Linked DNA regions of Gossypium hirsutum: region 1 is linked to region 2. A link is a contact called in public Hi-C data. All regions are on one chromosome and are shown on one strand. The core of a region is the stretch at or near the end of the contact, and the rest is flanking DNA. Distances in the headings are between cores, read along the strand shown.

Evidence for each region. A called contact is a pair of places that touch in the nucleus more often than the background predicts.
Region 1: a Hi-C map of petal shows a contact between it and region 2, with 2.3 times the contacts expected there. The contact joins the promoter of LOC107896653 here to the enhancer-like site in region 2. A contact is called at or near these places in 2 of 34 Hi-C or Micro-C datasets (hypocotyl and petal).

What each region holds. Positions count from the first base shown.
Region 1 is chrD10:51,114,194-51,118,863 of Gossypium_hirsutum_v2.1, reverse strand. LOC107896653 reads right to left here and starts at 2,341. Exons shown (of 2, transcript XM_016821873.2): 1 at 615-2,341; 2 at 1-402. The coding sequence starts at 1,976. The coding sequence ends at 229.
Region 2 is chrD10:51,028,636-51,033,068 of Gossypium_hirsutum_v2.1, reverse strand. No RefSeq gene overlaps it. Among protein-coding and RNA genes, the nearest start is that of LOC121222220, 22 kb to the right of the region's middle. Within about 2 kb of position 2,863, at least 7 of the 9 cell types and tissues checked have an H3K27ac peak or open chromatin away from gene starts, as enhancers often do. A contact at or near this core is called in hypocotyl, where this site is marked.

The sequences.
Region 1 (4,670 bases), core at 1,092-3,591, 86 kb before region 2:
GCTCCAAAGCTATCTAGAAATATCAAAGACAAGCCAATTCCAAATCACAACCAAGACAAGATATAATATTGAACCACGAAAACCCTCCGCAACGAGACATATTGAAAGACACATGTATCCAGGGAAAAAGGTTATTATTCCCCCTTAATTCTGTTCATAGTATGAGGGCAAAAAGGTATCAACCTACGTGAAGAAAGCTAATACAAACAAATGAATCATAAAGACCTTCTAGTCCGCCATTTTAGCCAAGCGATGGACAGTACTTCTTGCAATTCTATTACCAGGATCAATCTTCAGAACGGTTCTCAGATCTTCGGCCCCAAGCTTGTATTTCTCCATGCTTTCATACAAGAGTGCACGCTGTACGAGGACAGACACATTGCTCTCATCGTGCTCTAACACCTAAATAAGAAAATGGAGAACATAATTTCATCAGTCTACATTGATTTCAATTGATGTGATCGATATGAATACAACCAACACAATACTCTGCCATGTGTAAAATATCAGAGGACCAAACCTCGATTACTAGGACCAAAATAACGAGAATGCAGTACAGTTTATTCATACTAACAAGGAACTAACATAATCCAACAGTTTGAAGAATTTTATACCTTTGAACAGTCAGCTACAGCCTTCTTATACTCCCCAACTTCTTTATAGCATGAAGCCCTACATGATAAAACCTCCATGGTGCCAGACTTATCATTTGTCTTTTCAAGAAGAACCACTGCCCAAGACAGCCACTTAATGGCATCAGCATACTGCCCTTGCTTCTGGTTGTCGATACCCTTGCTCTTTGCAGAAGATGCAGTGACCCCAGCCGGGGGAGGAGGAAGCCCTTCAAGCTCTGTTGTCGAGCCACCATCATTTCCTCCTCCTGCTCCTCCAAACTCAGAATCCAATCCCCAATCATCAACTTCAGAAAATTGCTGCCCTCCACCTCCACCAGATGCTTGAGCAGAACCTCCAGAAGCTGAAGATGACGAGAAGAACATATCGAGAGGATCACCGCCCGAGCTTTGAACAGATGGTTGACTTTGAGATCCAACATTCTTTGCAGGCATACCAGAATCATTCGTATTCGAAGTTGAACCAAAACCGCTAGAAGGAAACGCCATTGTGCTTGGTTTTGAAGCATTCTGAAAATCCCCAAATGCACTGAAACCGCTAGAAGGAAATGCAGTTGTGCTCGGTTTTGAAGCATTCTGAAAATCCCCAAATGCATCATGTGCAACATTTGCCTTATTTCCTTTATTACTTCCTGAATTAAGGGTCCCTGATGGTTTTGATGAAAAATCAACCAAAGAACCAAAAGGATCCTTAGAACCAATCCCACTTTTACCTCCACCTGCTGCTCCTCCAGCCATACTTTTCATGGAAGCTCCCCCAAGATTCTGATTCTTACTATTGTTAATATTGACATTAATATTACTACTACCACCAATACCATTGCTATTATTATTATATCCACTAGAAGTTCCCCAATTTCCACTACTTTTTGGCAATGAATCAGCCAAATTCCCCATTGAATATGGGTTTTTACTCGAAGAATTAGGAGTTGGATTTGCATTTTTCAAAGGAACATTAGAATTACTATTATTCTTTCCCTGTCCCAAAGCAGAGCTAACCAAATCTCCAAACAAATTAGGGTTCTTGTTAACAATTCCAATCCCAGAGCTATTACCTCCCGAAGAGGACCAGCTCTTCCCAAAGATGTCTCCCACCATGGAAGTGGGACCCGATATCGCGGCTTGGCTGGCCTGATTCGGGGCGGGTTGATGGGTCCACGACGGTTTGTTGGGTTGCCATGCGGGCTTCGATGGTGCAGATGTTGCTGATGAATAAGATGAAAAGGAAGAAGAGGTTTTGTTCTTTTGGTCGTTGAGGGATTTGGGTCGGCCCGATCCGAGGCCGAGATCGAAATCGAAGGATTTTAGCGAACCAGATGAACCTTTCCCATAATTGGAGCTCATGGTTTTCGCAAAATGCGAGGATGTAAGCAGAGATAAAATTGATGGGATCGGATTTGATCAAAGAACGTACCTTTCTAGAGACGAGATCTTGTTCTCAGGCGTCGGCGGAGAGCGAGAGAGTTGAGCTCCGGTATGGAATTTGATGTCGGACAAGACAGCAGAGCAGAGCAGGCGTCGGATCTGAAATCTAATGTTAGCACGTAACAGGGGGAAGTAAATAAATGAAAAAAACAGGGAACTATATGGATTTCAGTTTTTAACAACCAAAAAAAACAAATTCTAATCATACTTATATCGATTTCATTTTTAAAATCATCTAAAATTATTAAAATATTGTTCATTCTCTTAAAAAAAATATCCTAAACATTTTATTTCCTTAGCTTAGAATAAGGTAAATTCTGCATATTATGTGTAATTATCTGATTATTTTATTAGGCATCATAGAAATTGATAAAATTTTTATTTAACGTACGTAGTTTAATTTATTCATTTTTTGAATAATAAAAGATAAAATACAATTTAAATACTAATATAAGGGCCTTTATGATTCTTTTACCGGCACTTATTCGGGTGAAAAATAAAATTTTGTTCTACAATAATTATATTTATAAAAAAATGATATAGATAATAAATGAGCTTTGTGAAGATGGTAAAGTATAAATATTGAAAAGGTCAAAATGTGCTTGTTGTCCTTGTACTTTTTAAAAATTAGAAATTTAGTCGCTTTATCTTTAAATTTTAAAATATAGGTCCAACTGTTATGGTTTCTGTGACATTTTGTAATAATAATAAAAAAACTACTCACTTGATAGGCATGTAATTAAAAAAATGTAATTAACTTGAATTTAACAAAAAAAACAATATTAACAATTAAACTTGAAATTTGAAATTTAAAAAGTAGATGAACTAAATTCCTGAAAATACAAGTATAGGGACTAAATTTCTAATTTTCGAAAAATACAAAGACTATAGACATATTTTAACCTATTGGAAATTATAAAGTTTTGGGTTTAACTATTATTGTACATATATATATATTTTTATATAAAATATATAAAATGATAAAAGTATTCCGAAAATAATAAAATTTACTTTGTAAAGTAAATATATTTTCATCTTTATCCAATTAACTCGTAACATTAATATAATTAAGTGCTAAATATATAGTATGAAAAAAAGAAAAAAAATGATAAAAAAATGATTGTTTAAAATATTTTAATAAAAAAATGATAAAGGAAAAAAAAAGTAAAAGAAAGGGTAATTTATATATGAAATGAATTAATTAGAATATATTTGAAAGGGACAAAAGGTATTAGAATATTTTCTCAATTCTTTGAAATTAATGTTTGTGTATTTATGTAGATTTAACTTTTTATACAACCTGGTTTTATATCTGTTGACACCATTTTTTTTTGTGAAAACGGGGTCGATTTAGATTTTGAAAATGAAAACGAAACTGAGAGTCACCACCAATCTTTTTTGATGAGGTGTGATCGGATCACCTCGAAAAGTTATTATTTTAATAAATTATTTGATTTATTAAAACAATAATTTCGGTCTACGGAATTCAAAAAAATGGGTTCGGGAGTCGGTTACGCACGAGGAAGGATTAGCACACTCGATACGCCCAAAATTGGTACCTAGTTGATTACTTAATGTCTTGGTGTCGAAAATAAAAAATTCGAAAAGAATTTAAAAATACGATTCCTCTTTATATTATGTTATTTTAAAATTACTCGAATAAATCAAAATGAAAAATGCCTTCTTATCTCGAATTTTCTAAATACGGAATATTGCCTTTATTTTCGAAATTTTACCATTTTGAATTTTGAGTACGAATTAATGGAATATTTAAAAACCAAATGCGTGCAATTTTGATTATATTTGAAAAGAAATTGTTTAAAACAGAAAGGATGCCGTACACGACCTATAATAAATATACAACATACATTTAAAATCCATAACATAATATGCATCATAAAATATACACATAGCATTGGTACTAATAAATCTTAATGTTAACATACATGAATAAGAATAACAGTGCGAATGACCATATAATAATATAAATAATAACATCAACGATAACTATAATAATGACAAATCTGAACCTGAAAGCATTTGAAATAAAATAGCAAATGAATAAATGACAAAATAAAACAGCAATAATAATGACCAATAAATAGAACAAAATAAACAGACCATAAAAATAAATGGAATACAAACTAATATAAGTTAGATTAAAGATTGAAAATAAGTAAATAAATAAATAAACAAAATATTAAATAAAACTCCTCATTTTAAAATAAAAAAAATAAAAATAAAATGAAGTTAAATAGGCTAAGGATTAAATTGAAATCGGAATGAAATTTGAGGGTTTAAACTGTAAATAAATAGAAGGTGTGACTCAGAACTGAAATGAAATGTGCTGAAGGAGTAAGGGACTTCCAGGGAAATATTCCCCAGTCCGGAAACACAGCGCGTCAACAAGGATTAAACTGAAATCGGCATAAAATTTATTGGCCAAAATGAAAGAAACAAAAGGGTCAGATTGCACTGCACTATAAAAGCGGAGGGGCTGAACATGCAAATAACTCCTCCAGGCGCAACACGCGGATCCCCTGGAGCAAGCGGGTTGGGTCGAGGGTCAAAGGTCCAAAACGACGTCATTTTGACCTCTGAACCCAACCCCCA
Region 2 (4,433 bases), core at 1,614-4,113:
GTCAGAATGACTAAATTGATAAAAAAAATTAAACTAACCAAAATAAAAACGATACTATTTTAAAGCGACTTGCGATGTAATTTACCCTAAATAAATTAATAATCTTTCTCACATAAAATTCTAGAGATAAATGAAAATAAAGTTCAAATACGAATTTATGGCAGAAAATCTCGTATATATATGCTTTCAATTTCGTGCGGAATATTAAAAGGAGGTCCAAGGATTCCATTGAAAATTTCTTTCACGTATTTCTTTGTTCTTGATGGGTACACAGCAACAAGGTTGTGGTGAAAATTTTAATTTAGAATCTTTAAAATTATTGAAAGCATTCATGTGGAGTTCAATAATACATATTCCTTTTTTTTAACCCAAAAAGCAAAAATTCTTATGATGCTGAGATTCGATGTTTCTGATAAGTCTCATCGGTGTTTCAATCGACTCATGTTCTATGCCTTCTTCCACCAGAGTTTGTTTTCTATTAGAAGAGTTCTTATTTTAATACTAAGATTATGACTTGGTATTATGGAATAGGAAAGGTAAATTATATGAATTATAATTGAATTATAATTAAATTTTATGTTTTGATTCAACTATTAAATATTACAATTTGATCACTCACGCTATTATTTTGTAGCATTTTAATTATTTGTTCTTTAGCTAACGCCTTTAACGAAATGATGATATGATACATTAACTCAATGGTTAATATATAATCTGATCTCTGAATTAGTTAAAATATCACTTTGATATTTTTATAATTTTTTAATTATAATTATAAAAAATCTAAAATATCATAAATTTTTTTAAAAAATAAACTTCATTATTTTTTTAAAAAAATATATAAAGTATTTTTTTAAAATATAATAATAAAAAGTTTTAAAAATTCGGAAAAAATATTTAAAAATGCCTATATATAATTCTTAAAAAAATTCTAAATTTTTGAAAAATATTTTTTCACTTTTCTTATTTCAAGCTTATCATTCATTTATTACACAACATTTATAAAAGGTGGTAGACGATGATGATTACGATTATAATATATTAGTATTGTTACTGAAAAATCATAGCAACTATTTTTTTTAAGTTGTGATAATATTACAGGTAATCATAACCCACATTTCAAAGATAAATATTGATATGTATTCTTTAAATTCCTAAAATTTTAAAATCTTAATATATAAATATAGTGGTTCCGAATCAAGACTGGCATTTGGCGAAAAGGAGTTGAAATTGTGGCAACAAAAATTCTATCGAATGAAGACAAAAGAGGAGAGCAAAACAGACACAAGGGATGATAGTGGGCAACTCCTACAGAAAGAAAAAAAAAAAAAGAAAGGATGTGAAGAGGAATCAATATCTAATTCTCCAATGGAAAAAAGAAATAATAAATCTATGAGTGATGGACTGGAATGGCTAAAAAGCAAAAGAAAGAGATAAAGGGTTCTGCTGGATAATCTTTCACCATGCAAGGCAGCGGCTGGCGATCAGCCCCGCCAAGAGCAATGAAGATCCTTTGCTGGAATTGTCGTGGGATCAGAAACTCTGCGACAATTCGGGAATTAAAGCAACTTTTTGTTGCAAACGACCCTGAGATAATTTTCTTATGTGAAACAAAAATTCATGCTAATAAATTTTCATCTATTCGCAGTAAGTGCAGGATGGAAGGGTGTTAGTCTGTTAACACTATTGGGAAAAGTGGTGGCCTCGTTATGATGTTGAAAGAGAGTACTAAGGTTGAAATAAAAAATTGTTCTAGCAAAGATATTGATTCTCTGATTCACTTGGAGAATAACAACCCCATTCGTTTTACGGGTTTCTACTGGGTTAAAGATAATATGAGTCAGTTAAAAGGTGGTTAGGAGATCTAAGTTGCTAGCTAGCTGTTAAGGGAAGCAGTTACTCTAATGACTATATATAAACTGTGTGGACATTGTATTAGACAGATTTTCAACACTAGATTTAAAATCGTAAACACAAGCTAGTCTCAGTTCATTTCAAGATTCAAGGAGTTTACCTATAATTCTTCATTTTACCTATATTTCTTCATGGTATCAGTCGCTCGGTGATCCCCTTTCATGGCTACTACAAATTCTGCTGCCTCAGACTCTGCTGAACCGCATGGCTCTGTCTTTGCTGCTGATCGTGTGGTTCATTCTTTTCCTCGGCATGAGGTTGTAAAACTCGATGAAGGAACATTCCTTCAATGGAAGCAACATGTTCAGTTTATTGTCAATGGTTATGACTTATTTGGTTTTCTTGACAGTTCTATCTCTGCTCCGTCGAGGTTTATACAAGCGCTGGATGGTGCACTTGTTCTTAATCCGGCGGTGTCAGCATTTCAACAGCAGGATAATCTACTCACGTCGTGGCTTCTCTCCACCATAAATTTGTCAATTTTATCTTCATTTTTGGATGTCAAATCGGCCTCTGATGTGTGAATGACAACGTTGGCAATGTTTACGGCCAATACGGATCTGAAACAATCGCGTTTGCGTCATGAACTGCATTTTCTCAAGAAAGGGAGTTTGTTGATCCGTGATTACGTTGCAAAGTTGAAAGGGATCTGTGCTTTCTTGGACGCGTCTGGATCCCCCATCCTGGCGACGGAGCAAACGACGGTGTTGCTTGCGGATCTCTCCGCTGAATTTGAAACTGTGGTGTCCTCTGTCTCGCTATCTCTGACTCCTCTGCCGTTTCAATGTCTGGTGGACGCTCTAGTCGAGTGCGAGAGTCGGCAAGTACAAGCGATTCAGGAGGTAGTTTATGCCGGGAATCTGGTGGAAGATTCTTCGACGACGGCCATGGATGGTTCTACGTGTGGTGGTCGTTTTATCTCTAGCGGTCGCGGTAGGAGTTTTCAGACTCGCCTCTAGTGCCAGATCTGTTCTAGGTTTGGTCACGTCACCCAACGCTGCTACTACCGGTACCATTGCGATGACGCTTCTCCAGCAAGGTTTCCGATGTCGAATCCAGATGATTCTGGCCCTCATGGTTGGCTTCCACAATAAAACACTCGTCCTAGGGTTTCTACTCATGGTCAGATTCCGCATGGGGCTAGTAAAAAATTGAAGTCAAAATTGCGATGCTGATGGTTTAACTTTAGATTATGGTCAGCAGTGGGCTTGGAATGGGCGGTCGAATGATGGTTGAAATGGGCGGCCGAATGATGGGCTGTCAAATTGGTGTGGGCCACATGCTTTTTCTGGTCCTTTGGTGCCGCATGAGACTAGGCCTCAAGCTTATGGGCCATCTTCTTTTGGTCACAATCATGGGCCGAATGTTTCTAGGGTTAATAATGGTTTCAATGGTGGTTTTGGGCCTACACATGGTGGTTTAAATGATGGTTTTGGGCCTCCACATGGTAATAGGCAATCTGCTCCCTCAATGACAATGACCCTGTTTCTAACAATGTGCAGGTTGATTCCTTTACTGCTTTTAGGCCACAGGGTCAACCGTTGGGTGGTGTAGCGGTTCCGTGGCATACTAAACTGCGAGCTCGTACATTGGATCCGTGTATTGGGCTTCCTAGACTGGGAGATATTCATGCTTCTGATTATTCTGATCCTTCTATTTCCAGCTCACATATAAACTCTGTACAACGTGGGCTTAGTGGTGATGGCACAGACTCACCTTTCCTGGGCCAGTTGGCACTACATCTTGGTACCCTGATTCTGGTGCCAGTAATCATGTGTTTCGGGATTCTTCTGCTTTGCGTGATGCGGTTCCATATTCAGGTACGTCCTCTCTTTTAGTGGGTGATGGCACGTCTGTTATGATTTTGTCAATTGGTCAGGGTGTGTTATCTGCGCGTTCTAGGTTACTTCTGTTATCTAATGTTTTGTGTGTTCTAGCTATTCGAAAAAATTTATTGTCAGTATCACAATTTGCAAGTGATAATGGTGTATTTTTTGAGTTTCACCCCACTTATTGTATTATTAAGGATTGCATAACGCAAGAGATATTGCTGATGGGGCATATTCATAATGGGCTATATCATTTCTCTCTATCAGATGCATCTGTTCCTTTTACCTTTCATCCGTCTACTGCTCAAGTTAGGCTTCAAGATCAGACTAATAATAGTGAGATTTTTTTGTTGTGGCTTAAGCGTCTTGGGCATCCGTCATCTTCTATTGTCCAGACTGTTCTAAATAAATGTCATATCAATTTGAATAAAGTTTCTAGTGATGGTGTTTGTACTGCTTTTAAAAAGGGAAGTTTCATAAGTTGTCGTTTTCTGTTTCAACTACTGAGTATACTGATCCTTTTTCTTTGGTTGTTTCGGATCTCTAGAGACCTACGTCTGTTGCTTCTGGTAGCAATTGGTATCATGTGTCGTTTATCGATATGTGTACTCAGTTTACTTGGGTGTACTTGATTCAACAGAAATCTCAGGCTGTGAGTTGTTTTGGTCAATTTCAGAAAATTGTTCAGAC